2 separate regions of the Mus musculus genome follow, and region 2 is linked to region 1. Evidence: chromatin contacts called from public HiChIP or PLAC-seq data. All regions are on one chromosome and are shown on one strand. Each heading gives the region's core, a stretch centred on a gene start, on an enhancer-like site or on the middle of the called end of the contact. The rest is flanking DNA. Distances are from core to core; before and after follow the strand shown.

Region 1 (5,349 bases), core at 1,039-3,538:
GGTGGTAACCCTGGAGTCGTGCTGAAAGGCTACCCTGGTTTGTCAATTTTTTTTATTTTTGTTTTTAATTTATTTTGGATTTACCTAGTTGTACCTTGAGGGGTCAAAGTCAGGTCTGACAACTGACTTGGCTTTTGGGGAACTTTATGTAATTCTAAAATAGTTTGTTTCTGAACAACGTATGGGGCAGAGGGGAAGTCATGCCAGGGCCTGGTCATACAGCATTTAAAACAAATATGCCAGCTTGTCACTGTCCAGGATGCGCTGAGTTCATGGAAGGTCATTGGTGTTTATATTCTAGGCTTGGTCTGAAGCTTAGTGCCACAATGGAGTCACTTTACCCTTCTGGCCTCCAAATGCCACTCTGGCATTTTACGTTATTTTTCAAATCTGTGTACCTGAACGGAATATGTTATATCAGAAGAGAAAAGATATGTGCCAAAGACTTACAGGGAACACTGGCCTGCCTAGCTCTCTAAGGGCACCAACTTGAGTCTAGTCTTCCGACACCTGGGAGATACTTACTGCCGTGCTCAACATGCACCAACAGAAACCCAGTAAAGTGGCTTGTTTGGTTGGCAATCAAGCCTTTCATAAGAGGGCACCTCGGTGATGAAATAAAGGGAGAGGGAATCTTTGTGTTAGTTTGTGGATGAAGAAACTGAGTCTCCACTGATGTCACGATCAGTGTCAGAATCTCACCCCTCTGTAAATTGTGCTACTCAGTGTCAAATGTGACGGAGCTCAGGGAGCAAAGGGAGAATGTTCTAGAATGTCCAGGTCACTGATTATGTTTTATGGATATGGGTAAGAACCTGACTGTGTTGACCCAACTGTGTCTCTGGGACCTTTTTGTTTGTATGGGTTTTAAGATAGACTTTTTATTAGCATGTATTTATTATATACAATGGTTCTCTTGTTAGGGCATTCTCATCCATGCTTATAAAGTATTTTGATCATATTTGCTTCCCATGACCCTCCCCAATGCCTTCCCACTCCCATTTTATTTTTTTTCCTCTTCCTTGGCTAGCCCCTCTTCTATTTTCATATCCCTGCCTACCTTTTAATGACCCAAGTGAGTTTCATTAGAGTTGCTTACAAGAGTACAGGCACCTTTGGAGTTTTTTTGTTTTGTTTTGTTTTTGTTTTTGTTTTTGTTTTGTTGTTTTTTTTTTTTTTGGTTTTTCGAGACAGGGTTTCTCTGTGTAGTCCTGGCTGTCCTGGAACTCACTCTGTAGACCAGGCTGGCCTCGAACTCAAAAATCTGCCTGCCTCTGCCTCCCAAGTGCTGGGATTAAAGGCGTGCGCCACCGCTGCCTCCTTTGGAGCTTTTTGAAGGTCTAGAGTGGCTGTTCTGACAGATATCCCCATTCTCAACTTTTAGTTGTGCCTTGAGGCCTTAGGCTAGCACTTAAACTTCTTGCTTCCCACACCGCAGGGACCAACTAGTTTGAAGTCAATTTGATAGAAGCAGACAATGGTTTTTTTCTTGCTTACCATAGCAATTGCTTGAGTTTGACTCTATTTGAAACAAGGTATTGATTGGGCTCCTGGCAGTGTGACCATCTTTCAAATGAGGAGGGAGGTTCAGTCTTTATTTAAAAGGCAATTCCTGGCACCTGAAAACACACTTACTAGTCAAAGGAAACGTTTTTTCTGTTCTAATTACAAATTTACATGGTATTTACTTAAAGTAACTGTGACCTGTTAACATGGACAACGGTCACTTTGATGCCTCTATTAGTTATCAAAGCACAACTTAATGAAATGCGTGCAATAGAATATTTGCTACGTCTCATGAAACCCTTTCTTGTTATTATGCTTTCTTGTTATGGCACATTTCATGTTATTATGCATCATTTGAACTCCACAAGTCTTGCAGGAGTGTCCAGCTCACAGCCTGCAGGGCTGCATACCACTCTATGTCCCACTACACAATCATCAACTGATTGAAACAGTATAAGGTGTCTCTGTAATTGTTGTTACTTGACTGGGAAGCTCACAAGTAACAACTGTTTGTTTGTTTTTTTTTTTTTTTTGGCAATGTGACCCAGCAAAACCAAAAGGTTGGGCTCCCTTGAGAGTCCCTGTAGGCACCTAGTGCCTTAAGACTTTGGCCTTTAAAAAAAATAAATAAATAAAGCCAGACTAGAACAAAGACTGGAGACCACTGAAACACATGTTTTAGGGGCATTGAGTATTAGCTGTAACTGCTGTGGATTTGCACACAGCCAGAACTTGGTGGAGAAATTAAACTATGAGTCAGCGATGGCTTCACGTCTGGGGCCCATTTGCTCGACAGTTGCATAAAATCCTAATGCCTCTTTTCCGGTGGGGGAAATGGCTCCTAATTGGAAGGAGGGACATCACAGGGACATCACGGGGACATTCTTCCTGCCACCTGCTGGTGTTGCTAACAGATATTGACTGGACATTTTTACCCATTTCTTTATCTTTTAAGGAATGAATGCATACTTTGTTGGCATGCTTTTTCAAAATACCTTCAGAGTAATCTAAACTCTGAACTCTGAGGGTATCATTTTTTTTTTGTAATCCATAATGGGGATTTTTAGTGTGAGAATTTTAGCCTTGTTTTCATTGTTTATGAAAAATAAACAAGCTAAACCTTTATTCTTTCATTATACAAATTGTCTATGTACTTAGTGGTGAAAATTCAGTGTTTGCTCAAGTGCTCAGTGTGTTAGAGTATGTATTTTAAAATAATTAAGTGGAAATAAAGGTGCAACTTTAGAATTGCTTTTGTGTTCCTTTAAATTCACTAGTATTAGGGAATAGTAGGCTTCAGTAATCAAAATGGGAATTGAATCTCAGGAGAAATTATATAATTAGTCGGTTTTGGTTGTTTGATACAGGGCTACATATAGCTCAATCTGGTCTCAATTTTGCTATGTAGCTGAGGCTGCCTTTGAACTTCATCTTCCCACTTCTACCTACCAATTGTTGAGAGTGGAAACACATTCAGTTTTATTTTTAGCAGTACCACTGAATATATCAGTCGGGTTTTGTATATATTTGGTGTCCTGTGTGACTTAGGTATTGGATCTACGTTTTCAGTCTGAAGTTGTCCCGTGAATGTGTTCTGTGTTCTGTGTGAGTGTTGCTTGTGAGACCACAGTGCTGTCCGTCCTTCCTGTACTGCCTCACATTCATGCATGTGGCTGATGAGCAGCAGCAGGTCCAGGGGACCACAGACAATCAGTCTTGGGCTAACGATGACTTAAAAGTAAAGGAACATCTTTTACAGAGCAGCCCACATATATTTGGTGGTGTACAGCCTTTGCTGTAAACCTAGCTGCTTTGTCTTTTTGGGAGGACCTGTGCTCCAGGCCCATTAGTGATAAGGAAATGTGAGAGTCCCTCTTGTGACCCTCCCAGCCACACAGTTACACTCTTGCTTTAGCTCAGGGCATGTTATTAGAACCCAGACTATTGTTCAATGGCTGCTGTTTTGGTTTGACTATAGGTTTTTTTTTTTTTTTGTCAACTCCATATAAATAGAGTCACCTGGGAGGAGAAAACCTCAATTGAGGAATTGTTTCCATCAGATTGGCCTGTGGAGAATTTTCTTGATTGAGCCGGGCAGGTTCGCTCATTGTGGGTGGTGGTATCACCCTGGGCAGATGGTCCTGGGTTAAATTATGGAAAGCAAGCCAGAGAGCAGCATTTCTCCATGGCTTCTGCTTCTGTTGCTGCCTCCTGGTTCTTCTTGTCTTGTGCTCCTCCTATTATGGCTTCCCTTGATGAATTAGATCTGAGAGCTGAAATGAAAGCTCTCCTTCGCAAGTTGTCTTGGTTCAAATGTTTTATCCCAGCAACAGAAACAGAGCTAGAACCTGCCCTCTGAAATATCATGAGACGACTATAAGAGGCAGGACCTGTAAATGGTGATTAGGGTTCTGCCTTCAAGAATACACCAACCTGCTTAAATGATGAGAGGTTTAATGGGTTAATGAACTGTCTGGATAGTAGTCAATTTGCTTTAGACTCTCAAGTTCACAGTCTTTGCTCAGAACATGTGACGTCTGCGCTCCTTTCGTCCTCTTGTCAGCAAGAGGGCCACCACTAGACTCAGCCCTTTGACTTTATATCTTAGGCGAAAGCTGAAAAAAAAACTCTCTTCTTTATAATTTACTCAGTTATTGGCAGTAAAAGATGACTAAGGCAAAGGGGACGATGGAATTCAGGTCTTCTACTGAAGAAGAGATCATGTAAGCCGGATCCACTGGACGCTCATGCTAACCATCTCTTAGAGACCTTAAAAATGATGTGGTAATGGTCTCTATACCTTCCTTCTCAGTTCAGTAAGATGTTACTGTTAGGAGAATGTAGAAAATTCAAGATTAACAATTACAGTGGTCGTACGTGTGGATGAGTTGTGTTATTTGAGTTGATCATTTGACAGTTGTTGAATCTACAGCAAGCAAACAGCTATTGAACCCTGCTTTTGGCAAGGAAGTGCCTAAGAGATGCTGGGAACAGGGAAGAGCGGGCTCAACCTGTGTGGCGCTCACAGCTTCAAATGGAGAAGAAGATGGTAAAGAGATGAACAGGGAAATAAACGCGCAGATAGGAACCATGAGGAGCGCTGTGGGAGGGGCGATCGTTAAGCTGGGGAAGCATTGGTTGTCTGATTTGGTTGCAGGCTGCCAGGGAGCCTGGCTGGCTTTTCCTGTCTCTGTCACCACATCTGGTAGTGAATCAGGAAACCCTAACCATGCCTTAGTCTGGCTTTGTTGTGTGCATTGGTTGCCTTCTGCCAGAGAGCAGAAGGTCAGTTCTTTCTGGATATATGAATTTAAAGGTCTGATGTAACAGACTTTATGATTGGGTTGTTTTCAGCCAACTTTGCCTGATGGGGACATTTCTCTGTAGTGTTTAAAGCATCGATCTGCCTTTCATTCTCGCCTTATCTGCCCGAAATGAAAGATTGGGTTGGAATGGAGACTTCTGGTTCACCACACCAATTGGGTATGGAATGGAGACTTCTGGTTCCCCACGCTGATTGTGGATGGGAGCCACTCAACAATTGAGGTGTTTTCTTTTCATGTTTCTGTTTGATGTCATATGCTATAAACCGAAGCTGTGCCTCTCATCTGGAGAGCTCCTTACCTATTCTTTCATTCTCCTCCTGTACCTTGTGTTCACGGGCCGAATCTGTCTTGTTTAGAAAGTTAATATGGTGCCCACAATCTCAGGTGGAATTACCAGGAGAGACATATGTTTTCCATTGGACCTCGGGGAGGGCTGGTGCTGAGGGAGGGCTTTGTCTCCCTTGTTTAATTAGAGAGTTCGAAGGGTTGTTTGTTCCGCTGTGTGTGCACATGTGTG
Region 2 (5,349 bases), core at 1,936-4,435, 120 kb after region 1:
CATCCAGGTTTTCCAGTTTTGTTGAGTATAGCCTTTTGTAGTAGGAAGGATCTGATGAGGCTTTGGTCAACTCTTGTAGTGACCCATCTAATACTAGTTTCTTGACAAAAACATGAATCCACTCATTAAGGTAAAGCTCCTATGACTTAATTACCTCTTAAGTGTTCCATTGCCTTCCAACACTGTTACACTGGGGAACAAAATTCTGGCCCTAGAACCTTTAAGGGATATACCATATCTAAATAATAGCAAGCATAATTAACAAGTGGTAAATAGACTAAGGCTACACCCCTAGCAGAGGACAAACTAGACTGACCACAGTCTGTTCTCTCGAGTTCACTACAGAATCAATGGAGGGAGCAGTGGTGCTCTGAAGAGGAAAAGTAAAGGGTACTGAGAAGCCGAAGATGCTAAATAGGATTGTGAAAATAAACAAGAGCAAGCAGAGAGGAAATCAAGGATAGCAACAAATGCAAAATCAAATAGGAAAAAAAAATCTAGAAATGCTTTTCTTTATATAGCTAATTTCTGCTTTTCATGGAGACTTGAAAATACATATATTTTGCTCACTTCAGCTGGTGAGGAATACTAGATATATTTCTCAAAATGAGATGTTTAGAAAGTTATTCCAAAATTTCTATATAATCTCGAAATAAAAACTTTCTGCAACAAAGAAAAAAAATGAGATTTTACCTTTGCACTACAAAATCGCAGTTTTAAGAAACACTGAATAGACTCTGCCCTGGTATTATTCTAGTGTTGGGTATGGGGCCATGAAAGGGAAGCCTGTTTTCACGGAACTTATACTCAAGATGACTAACATGATGTATGACTAGGCCTTCTGATTTGTGCATAATTATAAGGTTTCCCTGGATGCAGGACTTCCATTGCTAAGCCTGGGAGAAAATAACAAACACTAGTAGTAGCTGCTCTCTCAAAGCAATCCATAAAGTCCACCTGGCCCCACTCCGCTGTTCTTCATGGACTTCTGACCAGGCCTTTCACATTAGATGAGCTGAGAATACTGTAAAAGTACTTAGTCAGGGAGCCGGGTGTGGTGGCGAACGCCTTTAATCCCAGCACTTGGGAGGCAGAGGCAGGTGGATTTCGGAGTTCGAGGCCAGCCTGGTCTACAAAGTGAGCTCCAGGACAGCCAGGGCTATACAGAGAAACCCTGTCTCAAAAAACCAAAATAAATAAATAAATAAATAAAGTACTTAGTCAACACCAGAACTGCACAGGCAAAAGGGAAGCTAACTGCCACCCTATGAAGACAAATATTACTATGGGGAGATTCAATTGACAAGGAAAGAACATCTCTTACTATTAGCCAAGCGAGTCTTCTCTGATGAGACTCCTCCAGCCATGGTAAAATACTAACCCTTCAGGTTACTTCAGCCTTCGCCACAGGTTCACCATGAACTCATGTGAGAGTACATAAGAACCACCTAACTCGGGCACGCTTGCCTTGCAGAAACTGAATGTTTTGATGCTAAATACTAGTGATTCAATATAGCACAACAGATAACAGTGATAAAAAGCAATACCTAGTAAGGACTTAAGAAATGGGGTGTTGCAGCAGTATGTAGCAGAGGATTGCATTGTTTGGCCTCAGTGCCAGAGCATGTGCCTAATCCTCTAGAGACTTGATACCCCAGGGAGGGGCTTTGCAGGAGGGGGGTCACCCTCTCTGAGGTGAAGGGGAGGGAGTATAGGGGAAAGAACTCTGTGAAGGGGACTAGGAGAGGGCAACATTTGGGATATAATTATAATAATAACAAAAACAACAACAACACAAAAAAAATACTGGCATTATTTTTGACAAAAGGCTCTAGAACCCCCCCCCCCCCAAAGGCATTTGGGCAAAGGTTTACAAAAGGGAGCAAGCTGGCAGAAAGATATTCAGGCAGAATAGCATAGCAACGGATTTCTAACACAATACCAAAAATATACTTGCTTAACCTGTTAGAACAATTGACATTGAATCAGGGTGAGTTAAAGGCAGGGATAGAACAGAGGATTTGCCAGGCAGTGGTGGCATACGCCTTTAATCCAAGCACTTGGGAGGCAGAGGCAGGTGGATTTCTGAAGGTCGAGGCCAGCCTGGTCTACAGAGTGAGTTCCAGGACAGCCAGGGCTACACAGAGAAACCCTGTCTCAAGAAAAAAAAAATCGAACTGATATGAATTGCTGCTGTTATACACACAGGGTCTCCAAGGTTTAGTACCCACGATGGAGCGTAAAATCACAGATAGATCCTTTTAAAGTTTTAGATGCTGAAAGAGTATTTCGATCATTAAAAGCAACTTCACCTAGTTTGACTTTTTTGTTTGTTTGTTTTTATTAGGTATTTATTTCATTTACATTTCCAATGCTATCCCAAAAGTCCCCCACACGGTCCCCCACCCACTCCCCTACCCATCCACTCCCACTTTTTGGTCCTGGCGTTCCCCTGTACTGGGGCATATAAAGTTTGCAAGTCCAATGGGCCTCTCTTTCCACTGATGGCCAACTAGGCCATCTTCTGATACATATGCAGCTAGAGACACGAGCTCTGGGGGTAATGGTTAGTTCATATTGTTGTTCCACCTATAAGGTTACTTTCTCTAGCTCCTCCACTGGGGGCCCTGTGATCCATCCAATAGCTGACTGTGAGCATCCACTTCTGTGTTTGTTAGGCCCGGGCATAGTCTCTACTTTGACTTTTTATATGGCTACTTGGATTTAAAAATCTCACATGTGGCTCGGATTATATTTTGTGGGACAGTGGCTAGGCTGTACTTTCGGCTCCCAGCAGGGAATCTTTTCTGTTCAAGAGCTCTGACCGCCCCCTTCGCTGCAAAGAGCTTGGGTCGGTTTGGCCTCCGGAAGTTCCACGCTGTCGCCACGTTTGATCCCCCTTTCCAGAGGCGCGAGAGACAGTCTTGACGGGATCCATCTCTCAAGAGCAGTCCCAGAACCATCCCAGGCACCCACGCCCTTCTTTCCCTCACAAGCCCATCCCTCTGACCTCGTCACGGCAAGCGACACAACCGCTAAGCCCTCAGGAGGCAGCGGCATCCTCCAGGCACACGCCCACCTTTGATTGACAGGGCGGATCCAGGCGCGAAGAGAGCGACATGAAACTTCGTCATTTCCGGGGACCCAGGCGGGCCTTCTTAAGCCAGCTGCCAAGAGTTTCCTGTGCGAGTCGGAAGTTCCCTCACTTAGAACTCGGAAGTTCCCTCACTTAGAGCCCGGAAGCTGGTGTCTGGTGTGTCTTTTCCTGGCTGTGGGCGAAGGAGGTTCTCTGCGTTTGTGGGACTAGAAGGCGGCCGGTCAGGCTTAGAAGGTTCTCGGCTGGGTCGTCTCTGTCTTCCGGGCCCGGGGATGGCGGCTCTCACGTGCATCACCTGCCGGGTGGCGTTCCGCGACGCGGAGCTGCAGCGGGCGCACTACAAGACGGACTGGCACCGCTACAACCTGCGGCGCAAGGTGGCCGCCATGGCCCCGGTGACGGCCGAGGGCTTCCAGGAGCGGGTGCGGGCGCAGCGCGCGGTGGCCGAGGCGGCGGAGGCGAGCAAGGGCGCGGCCACCTACTGCACGGCGTGCGGCAAGAAGTTCGCCACCTTCAACGCCTACGAGAACCACCTCGGCTCCCGGCGGCACGCCGAGCTGGAGCGGAAGGCGGTGCGGGCCGCGAGCCGGCGCGTGGAGCTGCTGAACGCCAAGAACCTGGAGAAGGGGCTGGGCGCGGACGGCGTCGACAAGGACGCCGTGAACGCCGCCATCCAGCAGGCCATCAAGGCCCAGCCCTCCACGTCCCCCAAGAAAGCGCCCTTCGTGCCCACGGACGAGTGCGGGAGGGCGGCGGCGGGCGCACGGGGCGTCCCGGAGCGAGACCCGACGGAGAAGCCGCCCCGGCTCCAGTGGTTCGAACAGCAGGCGAAGAAGCTGGCGAAGCAGCAGTGGGAGGACGGAGAGGAGGAGGGAGAGGAAGAGGAGGAAGACGACGAAGACGAAGGTAGGTAAGGGTCCTGTCGGGGTTGGGGCGAGCGGGAGGCTCCGGGAGACATCGCGATGGAGACGAAGGGCTGGGTCCACGTTCAGCGATGTCGCCCTCCCCTGAGGCCCCCAGCCCGAGCCTTCTTCAGTGTTTACCTTTGCGACATCCATTCCCAGGCTGGACCCTGACTTTCTTCTTATCCTTTTACCGCAGCCTTTGAGGGAGTGGGGTTCCAGGCCCAGGGCATCCCGCCTGGATTTAAAGATGTTTCCTGGTTTATGACTTTTAACTAGTTAAGCAGATGGATTGTAGGCCTCCATACTTTTTTGGTGTTTTTTTGGTTTTTCGAGACAGGGTTTCTCTGTGTAGCCCTGGCTGTCCTGGAACTCACTCTGTAGACCAGGCTGGCCTTAAACTTTAGAAATCCCCCTGCCTCTGCCTCCCAAGTGCTGGGGTTAAAGGCGAGTGCCACCACTGCCGGGCTGTAGACCTCCATTCTTATGCTTGCTCCCGGACGCACCAAACTTCGTGTGGACCCGAAAGGGAACAGTATTTGGGGATTTCTATAGGACATTTTAGAGTGAGGGCAGAAGTGGTTTAAATGCCTCACTGCTCTTCATTTCCACAGGGCACTTTGTCTGTCTGCGTCTCTGTGGTGGATCCAGGACCTAGGGCATTGATTAAAAACAGAATAAAAGAGTAGAGGCGCATTCTTAACGGGCAAAACATTCTTTTAGTTTGGATCAGGAAGGGTTACACTGGTGCACAGAAAGCTATGCTGTTGGCACGCTGCTGTAGAATGTGTGGTTAGAATGGCTTAGGATTTTACATTTCACTTAGTTGACTAAAACTGAGTGAGGGTTTCGTGTTGCCTGCAAGCCTGACTTGTGGGGCTCCAGCCAGCCCCAAGGTTCCTTACTTTGTGAGTTCTTTATTCACCCCCACGGCACTGTTGATACTGACAGTGTTTGTGTTCATGTCTTGGTCGGTTTATACTTCTGTAACCAAGCATCTTAAGCCTGGTAATTTATAAACAACATGAACTTATTTTGCCACAGTCATGGAAGATGAAGTAAAAAATGAAGCTACTGGCACCCTGACTGTTTAGTGAGGGCTTGCTCTGTGGAGGGGTATTTTTCTAAGCCTTACTTAATGATGGAAAAGGCAGATCTAGGGTGTGTACTCATGGAGGGGGAGCAAAACACAAAAAAGGAGACTTGCCAGTTCATTTAAGTCCTTTTCTTAGGACATCAACTCACTCATGAGGTTCCTAGAGGTCCCATGTGTTACATTGGTGACTAAGTTGAACTTGCATGGACACATATAAACAGAAGCATTCATATAGCAGCCCTGCACACACCAAA

The links. HiChIP or PLAC-seq counts read pairs in DNA pulled down with a chosen protein or histone mark.
Region 2: an H3K4me3 HiChIP or PLAC-seq map of bone marrow-derived macrophages shows a contact between it and region 1, with 2.3 times the contacts expected there. The contact joins the promoter of Zfp622 here to the enhancer-like site in region 1. A contact is called at or near these places in 1 of 39 promoter capture datasets (macrophages), 1 of 484 Hi-C or Micro-C datasets (bone marrow-derived macrophages), 4 of 115 datasets of contacts at active chromatin or transcription factors (bone marrow-derived macrophages, extraembryonic endoderm stem cells, microglia and 1 more) and 4 of 9 other capture datasets (adipose tissue, liver, macrophages and 1 more).

Annotation. Positions count from the first base shown.
Region 1 is chr15:25,866,998-25,872,346 of GRCm38.p6, forward strand. The region is part of intron 1 of Retreg1 (reticulophagy regulator 1); the gene reads left to right. Among named protein-coding and RNA genes, the nearest start is that of Retreg1, 26 kb to the left of the region's middle. Within about 2 kb of position 2,289, at least 8 of the 459 cell types and tissues checked have an H3K27ac peak or open chromatin away from gene starts, as enhancers often do. A contact at or near this core is called in bone marrow-derived macrophages, where this site is marked.
Region 2 is chr15:25,981,181-25,986,529 of GRCm38.p6, forward strand. Zfp622 (zinc finger protein 622) reads left to right here and starts at 3,186. Exons shown (of 6, transcript NM_144523.3): 1 at 3,186-4,003. The coding sequence starts at 3,370.